3 separate regions of the Hordeum vulgare genome follow, and all the other regions are linked to region 1. A link is a contact called in public Hi-C data. All regions are on one chromosome and are shown on one strand. Each heading gives the region's core, a stretch centred on a gene start, on an enhancer-like site or on the middle of the called end of the contact. The rest is flanking DNA. Distances are from core to core; before and after follow the strand shown.

Region 1 (3,602 bases), core at 569-3,068:
CCCTTGCCACGACACTGGCTGCTCAGCTCGTCGTTGCGAAGATACACATAGGGCCGCCCAATAATGAGGCCAACGGTCATCTTCCCCGACTGCTCTGCCAGCTCGGGTGGAATTGATCCATTAAGTTGGTTGCTGTTGAGGTCCAGCCATACCAAGCTCTTGCAGTCACCAAGCTCTGCGGGTATCTTTCCGGTGAAGGAATTATTGCTCAGCTTTAGGATTGCCAAGTTGCTGAGCTTCCCAAGCCACGAGGGGATCGGCCCAGACAGCCGGTTGCTCGCCAAGGATATCCAGTTGAGCTGCTTGCACTTGGCCAGCTCCGGCGGGATGCTGCCGGTGAGCCCGTTGTAGTCGAGGATGAGATGCTCCAGGCCGGGAATGCTTGACAGAGACGCAGGTATCTCGCCCTCCAGTAAGTTCTGCCACATGATAAGGTCCTGGAGGCGGCTAAGCTCGCCGAGGGATTCCGGGATGGAGCCGTTGATGTAGTTGAGACTGAGGTCGAGGGAGACGAGGTCGGTGCAGTTGGAGACGGCCTCCGGGATGCTGCCGGAGAGATAGTTGTTCTGAAGGTAGAGCACGCGGAGCCTCGAGTTGGGATCTTGGCAGAGGGAGTCGGGGATGCTGCCGGAGAAGTTGTTGGAGCTGAGGTCGAGCACCTCGAGGTCCGGCAGCGCAGCGACGGAATCAGGGATGGAGCCGCTGAAGTGGTTGAAGGAGAGGGACAGCGACTGGAGCTGCTGCAGGCCGGTGAAAGCGTCGGCGGGGACCTCGCCAGAGAAGTTGTTGTTGGACAGGTTGAGGGCGGTGAGCGAGGTGAGGCCGGCGATGTTGGGCGGGAACGCGCCGGCGAGATGGTTGCTGGAGAGGTTGAGCGCTCTGAGGCTGCGGCAGCCGGAGAGCGCCGCCGCGGCGACATCGCCGGCGATGAGGTTGCCGGATAGGTCAAGGTACTGCAGGCCGGAGCAGTTGGTGAAGTCCGAGAGGCCGCCGGAGATCTTGTTCCAGGCGAGGTCCAGCCACCGGACAGACCCAAGGCCGGCACCCACCATCCAGCGAAGGTCGGCATCTCCGGCGATCTTGTTGCTGGACAAGTCGAGGGCGTCGAGGGCCGCAAACCCCTGCCCGCCACCGCCACCGCCAGCGGGCTTGGCCGCACCAACCGCGTCACCGGAGAGATTCAGCGTCCGGAGCGCGCCGCAGGAGCCGGCGAGCGCGGCGACGTCGGCGACGGAGCCGCGCAGCGCGGCATTCCCGGAGAGGTCGAGCTCCTCGAGCTTGCCGCCGCACCTGGCGGCCGCGAGCGCGCCGCTGACGTTGGCGCCGCGCAGGCTGAGCCGCTCGACGGCGCTGAGCTGCAGCAGGGTGTTGGCGACGGCGCGGAAGTCGGCATTGAGCGTGACGGCGGCGAGCGAGAGCGACGTGAGCCGCCCGCCCCGGCACACCGCGCCGGGGAACCTGCAGGCGCCCTCCCGCGCGGTCCAGCCTTCGAGCGGCGCCTGGCTGGGCAGCGCCATCCTGAACTCGTCCAGCAGCTGCGCGTCGTCGGCCGCCGCCGCGAGCGCCGCGAGAAGGAGCGCCGCCGCCGCTACCGCCAGCCGCAGGCAATCCATGTGGGAGCTCGCTCGCTCTACCTTGAGACCATGCGAGAAGCGGTCTGCCGAAGTGGGAGCAGAGGCAGAGGGAGAGGGAGAGGAGGGAGAGAGTGTGGGGAGTCCGTCAAGATGGTGGTGGTGGTGGTGGGGTGGGGGGGGAGAAAGAAAGGGAGGGAGAGAGAGAAGGGAGGAGAAGCGAGGGAGAGGGAGAGGGAGAAGGGGGGGGCAGATTAAACAGCTGTAGGTAAGAGGGGGCAGTGGTGGTGGGGTCACATGGCATGTGCCCTCGCCCGCGAACGAATCGTCGTAATCCGGTGTGCGATTAGGGCTGGCTAACCGAACCCCAAAGCACGGTGCTTATCCGATAGTTACGGCGGACGCTTATTACCCGATCCCATCGGCGCGGCGGGGGCAGGGGACAGGAGCTGCGCTGCTCGAGGCGCGCTCACGTGCCGCCCCGGGTCTGGCGAGGCGAGGCGAGGCGAGGCGGGAGGAAATGACTGCTTTGGGTCTCATCTCATCATCGTCGTCGTGGAGGAGAGAGGGGAGGGGGAGGGGGAGGTCGCGGTCCGAGGCGGGCGTGCGGAATCCGGGACGCGTGGGCTGCGTTGCTTCGCGAAGGGTTTTTGTCTTTAATTCCGAGGTGGGCTGGTAGATCCGATCCGGACGGCCGGCCGGAACGAGCGTGCGTGCGTGGGTGCGTGCGTGCGGCGTGCCACCTTTTTCCGGGCTCCCCACAACGCCCCCCTTCTCTCGGTCGTCCCCCTCCCGGGCGCCCACGCAGGCAGCAGCGAGCAGTGTCAGGCCGATCGCTACGCTAGACTGCGCGACGTGATCAAGTCATCACGCACGGCCGCACAAGCTCGCCGGGGATGCCCTTTCCTCCCCGGTACGCCTCGGTGCCGTCGTTTGTTCGAGCCTTTGGCTGACCCCTGACCGTACGTACGCGCTGGTTCGACAAGCGCATGCAATTTCCCGCAAGAAACAATAACATAGCGCATGCAGTTACGCAGTGTTGTCTTGCTAGTAGACTTGCAAACCGTTGAGGGAATAATATCCATGCAATGGCCCTGTTTGGATCCCACCGCTAGAGCTAGTTTGAGCTAGTTTGAGCTGAACTAGCTCCCAAACTATCCAAACACATGGGCTAGTTTGGGTTAGATGCAAACTAACCCATCAAAAAAACTAGCCCTGAAAAGAGGTGCTAATTGGAGCTAGTTGGGGATGGACAGGTAAAAATAATAATATTTTGACCGCATCACATCCTTTCCTCTCCATCATCCCACGTCGCTCGGCCGCGCTCGCCCTCGCCCCGCCCGGCCGCGCTCGCCCCGCCCGCCGCGCTCGCCCTCGCCCCGCCCGGACGCGCTAGCCCCGCTCGGCCGCGCTCGCCCTCGCCCCGCCCGGCCGCGCTAGCCCCGCCCGCCGCGCTAGCCTCGCCCGTCGCGCGCGCCCCGCTCGGCCGCCCTCGCCCCGCCGGCCTTGCTCGCCCCGCCCGGCCGCGCTAGCCCCGCCCGCCGCGCTAGCCTCGCCCACCGCGTGCGCCCCGCTCGGCCGCCCTCGCCCCGCCCGGCCGCGCTCGCCCCGTCGGCCTTGCTCGCCCCGCTCCGCCGCGCTCGCCCCGCCGGCCTTGCTCGCCCCGCTCCGCCGCGCTCGCCCCGCCGGTCGCGCTCGCCCCGCTCCGCCGCGCTCGCCCCGCCGGCCGCGCTAGCCCCCCGCGGCCTGCTCGCCTCGCCGGCCGCGCTCCCCCCGCCGGCCGCGCTCGCCCCGCCGGCCGCGCTAGCCCCCCGCGGCCTGCTCGCCTCGCCGGCCGCGCTCCCCCCGCCGGCCGCGCTCGCCCTGCTCGCCCCGCCGGCCGCACCAGGCCTACACAAAAGTTGGCCACAACAAATCCTGGTTAAAAGATACACATGATTGAAAAAAATGCATTTATTGTCAAACTAACCTTTGCATCCAAACACCACCAAAGGCTAGAGTTAGTTCATGGTTAGACTAAAGTTAGAAACT
Region 2 (3,602 bases), core at 380-2,879, 230 kb after region 1:
GTGGGTGAATCCGATGAAGACGTGATGACGACCAGCTTGAAATCGATCGCACCAAGTTGGATCGTTGATGGTGGTGTGGATGTCCGACCCGAGCACCGTTGCGTAGATCTGATCAAAGGGGATCTGTGGATTAGTTTCTGCTAAGCCGACCTTAATGCCCCAACCTGCATTGTCGATGTAGCGATCGTTGCGGCGACTCTTGATCATCATAGCCAACACGCGACTCCCAAATCCCGGAAGAGCTCCCTCCGAGAACTCAACTCCACTTTGTGACAGCCCCATGGGGACGAGAGGCGGATTTACCCAGGTGGACTCCCAATTGTCGTGATTTTGTCACGGCAGATGTCCTCGTGAATGAACTTAGTGGTGAGGCCATCGTCGCGGTGTGGCGACTCGAAGGGGTTGATTGGGGACGAGAGGCGGATTTACCCAGGTTCGGCCCCTCCAATGAATGTAAAAGCCTACGTCCTGCTTTGTGTTGTATTGATGGGAATATCGATTACAAGGATGCAGAATCGCTAACCTAGCTCTAGGGCTTTCTTACTTGATCTTTCTGACTTGTGGTTTCTCCTTTATATATAGGTAGAAGCCCCAAGTTTACAACAAAGTTTGGGTCAAATAACACCTGCGTCCTACTACAAATCTACCTTATCTTTCTTTCCATGTGAGAAAAACTTCTCGCGTCTCTTGCCCTCTACGTCTTTGAGCCGCCGCCTTCTGGTGATGTGCCGCTTAGTGGCTTGTCGACTAAGTCATCTGGCCCATCTTCTCATGTCGTCCATGCGGCTTGACCCAGCCCCATAAAACTGGCTAAATCCTGGGGTTATATTCCCGAGAAGGAGGATATGAGGACTCGCCGATGCACCCGATCAATCCACCACGCAGGACGCAGTCGCATTTCGGATCATCTTTTTCTTTTCTTTATTCACTCTTTTCTTTCTTTCGTTTTTCTTTTCATCAATCACGTGCAAGTGATCGGACATATCAGAAAAAAAGAGGAATGTGGCTACGCGGACGGAAAATAAAGAATACGTCCGTCATTGACCGGACGCGTGTGCGGGCGTTTAGGAAATCATTTTTTAACATAGTACAAACGCAAGTACTCATATACACACGCATACATTCATCCCTATGAACGCACACGCACCCTACCCCTATGAGCACCTCCGAGAGACTAAGCCGGCATATCATCTTGAGATTTACGAAGTCACCGTAGGCGTCTCGTCGTGGCATATCATCTTGAGATTTACAAAGTCACCGTAGGCGCCTCGTCGTCGACGGGAACGTCTGCTTCCACTGAAAGCGTATCGCCGAAAATCCTGATGCAAGCAGGAGGATTCGAACCCTGATGGGCTGGGGATATCACTGTCCCTCTAACCATCCAACCACAAGGTTGTTTGCAAGAGATCATATTGCACTGTAGTGTGTAGTGTCCGGGTGTGTAGTGTGTAGTGTCCGGGTGTAGAAGCTCTAAGGCCGATGCTGCTAGGAGGAGCTTGTGGGACTACCGCACGTGGGACTTTGATAGTGAACGGGACGGACAGTTACGTTCGTGTGCAAGTAACGGGATGCAACCGTGGGCCTCCCCCGTTGCACTTTGAATGCTGTGATGGCGAGGTTGGATACCGTGGGCTGCTTCACTCGTCGCGTATCCGTGTGTCCGCTGAGCCGTCTGCCCCGTTACGGCTTGCCAGGGACCGTCTTGGACCGCATCTGATCTTATCGCCTGATCTTATCGATAGCTCCCGCTATCTCCGGACACAACAACGACGTGCATGTGTGAGTTGAGGGAGGTGCTAATGTGCTATGTACCGCTTCCTGCGACCAGGACGCTCGCGTCGCGTGCTTCACTAGGCGAACGTCCCAGCGCGTGGGGTGGGCTAGCCTAGTAGCACATCGGATCTCTAGCAAAAAAAAGTAGACTAAGCACGGAAATGTAGCCTACTGTACGTAGTACGATTTGTGATTTTATTTTCCCCTTTCATTTGTTTTTCTTTGTCTCAATCAGGTATAGTTTCTCTTCTAGTTTTCATTTGCCTTTTTTTACTTTTTCCTCTTTTATAGTTTTTGGTACTATGAAAAAAAAATCTAATATGTCGTGAACAATTTTCAAAATGCACACAAAATATTTTCTAATATACGGTGAAGTTGTTTCAAACACACATTGAACAGTATTTTAATATAGGGTGATCATATTTAATATACGGTGAACATTTTTTCCATATACGCACTGAATACAATTTAAGTATACAATGATCATTATTTATATACGGTGAATGTTTCTTCAATTTATGGTGAATAGTATTTTAACATATAGTGAACTTTTTTCTAATACACTCTGAGCTTTTTTTAAAATGCACGTTCAACATTTTTTTTGGAAAAATATATGAAAGAGAAGAATAGAAAATTAGAAAAAACCAAAGAACCGGGCTAAGAAACACAGAAAATAAATGTTTGCGAATTCGAACAATGTTAATGAATTCAAATAGATGTTCAAAAAATTGCAATTAAAACAGAAAAGACGAAATAGGAAATAAAATAAAATCAAAAAGAGAAAAAGTAAAATAAGAAACGACCATAAAGAAACAAGGAAACGAAGAAAATGTAAAAAAAATAACTATCACCATCTGGAAGCTACACAAAGCATGGAAATTACCAAAACCGATGGAAAATCATTCGTCTATATGCTTACGTGGGCATCACCCACGTCCACTTACGGGGGCTATCGCAGGATATGTGTCGCGTCCGGCGTTGCATATCAATTAGGTATATGTCCCATACATTTATTTGGGCACTGGTATATAACGCTTTTTGTGAGTAATAAGACACGTCGCCCGTGATTCGGGAGCTATTTTCTTCTCATAAACACTGTTTATAGATAATGATGATATCCTGTGAAGTGACGCATTACACACATGCTATGGTTACAAATGACGTGATTAAAGGACATGTCGGTTAATATGAAGAGACAGGGAACTGGGGCGTCTCTTTGGTGAGGAAACAGTACATGCACATCGGTCTGAAAAAGCAGGGATTTCCTTTAATTAAATTAATTAATTAAGTCCTAAAACTCCACCTCCCTAATATCCGCTTCAATTATTCTATACAACATTGTCATCTTGAGAAGCCTCCTCCAAAAACCATGTACGAAAAATATGCTCAGATGTATGCAACGTGCCACAAAAAATCTTTTCAAAAACATAGTGGGAAGATAAGGAAAAAATACCATATCCTAATGCTTGCATTACTATTGCATCATAAAAAACCTTCCACGAGAAACCATTCGGGAAAAAATCATAATGGAAAAGATTGCAATATCAAAGATTAGAGGAACACAAACAAATTATCACTCGGGGATGCACTTCGCCTTAACTTTGCAAGTCTCGAAGTTGTTTCATACCAATTCCATTGATATACGTCTCAAATAAAGAACTTGGTAATGATTTTATAAACAAATCAGCAAGATTATCACATGACTTCATTTGCAAAATATTCATCTCAACGGTTTAACTTAACTCATGGGGATAAAATAATTAGGAGGAATATGCATTGTAATATTAGTCTATATATATATCAGATTTGCATCCGTATAATACATGTAA
Region 3 (3,602 bases), core at 428-2,927, 190 kb before region 1:
GCATGCTGAAGGTAGTTGGGTTAGATAAGATTTCATATGTAATCAAATCAGTTTTGTTAGGGATTAATCCCTAGTATCCACTAAGATAAGATTGATGTTATTATGACTTAAGGTGACTAATTCTTGTCACTAAGGCCGAGTGTCATGATTTCAGATATGTACCTATCATGTTTTTATGAATATATTATATATAATTAATTTATCAAAAAATCAATAGTTTCTACACAAAAGCATTCATCACAAAAGAATAAATTCATCGAATTGTACAGTATGTAAATTGGATTGTGCATTAGACATATATATCAGAGATTTGACACTAAAAATCGGTTTCTACACTAGTAAATCAAATTTTACTAAGTATAACAAGATTGAATAGAACATTAATAAGCATAAAATCGGTCTCTAGACTAGCAAATTAAATTCTACTAAGTATAATCGGATTGAACTCTACTAAACCAACACAAAGAATAGCATTTGGTTCTAAACTAAAAATAATTTCTTCACTAATAAGTATAAAATCGATTTATACACTAATAATACAAATTCTACTAAGTATAATCTGATTGAACACTACTAAATCAACACAAAAAACAAGCATCCAACTCGACACCAAAACATATTCAACACTAAAAAATATTCCACCCAAAGCACAAAATTGATTTCTACACTAGTAAATCAAATTCTACTAAGTATGATTGGATTGTGCACTACTAAATCTAATTCAACACTACTAATGTTCTACAGGCGTCCGTAAACGAGGGAAGCGCGAGGGGAGGGGAAGAAGATGTGTGAGGGGAGGGGAAGAAGATGTGCGAGGAGAGAGGATCTCACGTGCTGACTCGGATGTGGGGCGGCCGCACTGGTTCGATAATGATGAGCGGCGAGTCCAAAGGTGGCGATGATGGCATGGTCGAGAAAAATATATAAAAAATAGGGTAAATCACAATGACTTAGATTTTTTTGACTCGAAGAGGTGGATAAAAGATCATCTAGTACTCGCGCGAGCCTAGGAGGCCATGCCATAGCAAAATTTAGCCCACAGAAAAAAGAATTAAAAAACATCTATATCATACTAAGAAGGTACAACGCGTGTGAAATGTAAATATTTTCATTTGGATTAAATGAAAATCATTTAGTTTGCATATAATGCATTCAGTTATTTTAAACCATGTTGAAATATATGTGGATAGCTTTGAATGGCTGACTTCCGTATGTGTCTTCGTGGACCGGTCTTCCTTCCTTCGCGGACGAATGTGGTGTCCAGTTTGCGGGCCGAGCCCTTATAACTTTTAATAGCAAAACCGAATATTTGTGTCACTTCTCTTTCTGCAGTCATCGCTTCCATACTTAACTGAAATCGCAATATATCACAGCAAATTACATAATGCCTGCACGGCATATTGCCCCCTCCGAATGTAGCTCGAGATTCAGAGAAGGAGAATGTGGAACACACGATTTGACAACAGATTGATCTTCTTCATCTTCACCAGCCATATAGGGAAGCAGCTGTCACGAGGAAGCAATCCAGATTCAGAGTAACCACCATCAACATCGGACAGAAGTCCTATAATTCGGCAGCCGTACAGCGAAAAAACTGGATACATGGCCGACCTGGAACTTAGCTGGAACTTGCGCTAGGGGCTGAATCAGCTCGTGAGATAAAGCGCTGGGATTGGTTTTCGTCCACTCAATCACGCAATGATCATGTGAATAATACCCGTTGCTAACAAGATAGGGTGCGTGCATGCCAGCTGTCACTTCAGAGATCAAATTTTGTCAAAAGGAGCCTTCCCGGCTTCTGCTTCTTTATTCCAGGTCTTGGATGAGATCTCGAAATCCTGCCCTCTCGCGCTGCAATTGGCCATTGGACAAGAAATGGTTTTTGCATGTTGACCAAAATAACAAACTTTTTTCAAAACACAAAGTAAGAAACTTCTCGAAGCATGTGGATGGTGGTTTAGTTGGGATTACTTTATCATTATTATTATTATTATTAGTTGGGGACTACTTTATTGTACAGCTCAATCGGTAGAAAAGCTAATTTGAAATTGTGTTCAAAGTTTTTTTTTTGAGCTGCCCTTACTAATAGGAGGAACCTTGACCGGAGTGAGGAAACGAGAAGTAGGATGCGATCGGCTCGGTCTGGTTTACCAAGAGATCGAGTGGGTCGTGATAGGCCTTTTTCTTTTCTTTTCGACTGACAGGATTTTGTGACTTCTGAGAGTGATTCTTTCGTCACGTACCAGTGACTTTGTTCATACGAAGGTAACGTTCGATTGTTAAAGGAATATAAACGTATCGTTCGTTACTACGGAGAATTCCTTTACATCTGCTGTATTTTTGTTCCATTCATATGTGTATTTCAACCTTCCATGTACTCAGGACGGAGGGAGCATATGCGTACTTCAATCTTGCCACGGTACGTGCGATTCGTGTGCCGGGCCTGACAGTAGTAGCCTGCCAGGGTTGGTGAAAGGATTACGTTCGTGCGGCGATGCGCAAAGCAGACTACCGGCTCCATTTTGATAACAACAAGCAGGGAGTCAAAAGTACGAAGGACCCGGACGGGCATAGGCACCGTGCGGGGTGGCCACGTCGCAGCGTTCGCGCCAGGGTTCCACGTGCCGATCAATACATCAAGCGCGCCGAAAGCCGCGGCCATGGCCGTCCGTCGCGGATGGATCGTCGGAGAAGGATGTGACATGCACGTACCGGTAGGCGTGGCCGTAGGCCCGTAGCGGGTGAACAAATCTGCACGTCTATCCACCCGGGGCAACGCGCCGGCGCCACGAGCCAGGGAGACGAGGAACAGTTCCGAATCGCGGGGATCCCCTCCTGCTCACACGGACCATGGAGTTGTTGAGGTTCATCTTAAAGCAACTCTAGCACACCCCGCATTCGCCCGGCCCGTAAAACGTGTTTGCAGTTCGTTTAAAAATATCTATGCGGACCGACGCGTACGGACGCGGATGCAGACACCGCATAACGGATCCGTAAAAGAGCATATTCGCGAAATATGCTTTGGTGGGGGAAAGCGCGGGCTGAAATGATCCCTCCCAACCGCTTTCCCTCATATGCGGGGCACCGCAGCGGCGAGGTGGAAACCCGCGAATACGCGGGGTGGGGCCGAGATTTTGCCGCGCCCCGCAAAAATATTTGTGGACCGGGGCGGGATGCGTGGTCTGATCGTGCAGGTTTTCCCGCCCCGACCCGTATTTTGGCATTTATTTTCCGGATCGGGGCGGGATGGGGGGTGTGCTAGAGTTGCTCTTAGGGCAACGTCAAGGTGTCGACGCAAACTGTCAATGCGTGTCTGTTTAGATTCAACCGGACAAAATCATGGCCTAACGCGTGAAAGTAAAAGTAGGAGTGTCTTTTTTGTCCGCGCGTGATCAACTTTCAGATTCAAATGTAATTTGGGTTCATGTCGGCACGAACACGGAACACATGCACGCGTTGTCCGTCCTTGTCCCTCTTCGCATGCTAGTCGGTGATACATTGGTCATTTCTCCATCTCTTTCATGGACAACTAACACACCTGGCCACCCTGCCTACGTCGTCGCCACCCAACTCCGGTGGTCAGGCCGCCGCCCGCACCCACA

Evidence for each region. A called contact is a pair of places that touch in the nucleus more often than the background predicts.
Region 2: a contact with region 1 is called in a Hi-C map of seedling, with 5 times the contacts expected there. The contact joins the enhancer-like site here to the promoter of LOC123444284 in region 1. A contact is called at or near these places in 3 of 6 Hi-C or Micro-C datasets (leaf and seedling) and 1 of 1 datasets of contacts at active chromatin or transcription factors (embryo).
Region 3: a contact with region 1 is called in a Hi-C map of leaf, with 1.9 times the contacts expected there. The contact joins the enhancer-like site here to the promoter of LOC123444284 in region 1. A contact is called at or near these places in 4 of 6 Hi-C or Micro-C datasets (leaf and seedling) and 1 of 1 datasets of contacts at active chromatin or transcription factors (embryo).

What each region holds. Positions count from the first base shown.
Region 1 is chr3H:464,681,131-464,684,732 of MorexV3_pseudomolecules_assembly, forward strand. LOC123444284 (brassinosteroid LRR receptor kinase BRI1) reads right to left here and starts at 1,819. Exons shown (of 1, transcript XM_045120961.1): 1 at 1-1,819. The coding sequence starts at 1,613.
Region 2 is chr3H:464,906,447-464,910,048 of MorexV3_pseudomolecules_assembly, forward strand. No RefSeq gene overlaps it. Among protein-coding and RNA genes, the nearest start is that of LOC123440178, 21 kb to the right of the region's middle. Within about 2 kb of position 1,630, at least 3 of the 3 cell types and tissues checked have open chromatin away from gene starts, as enhancers often do. A contact at or near this core is called in leaf and seedling, where this site is marked.
Region 3 is chr3H:464,490,299-464,493,900 of MorexV3_pseudomolecules_assembly, forward strand. No RefSeq gene overlaps it. Among protein-coding and RNA genes, the nearest start is that of LOC123444284, 190 kb to the right of the region's middle. Within about 2 kb of position 1,678, at least 3 of the 3 cell types and tissues checked have open chromatin away from gene starts, as enhancers often do. A contact at or near this core is called in leaf and seedling, where this site is marked.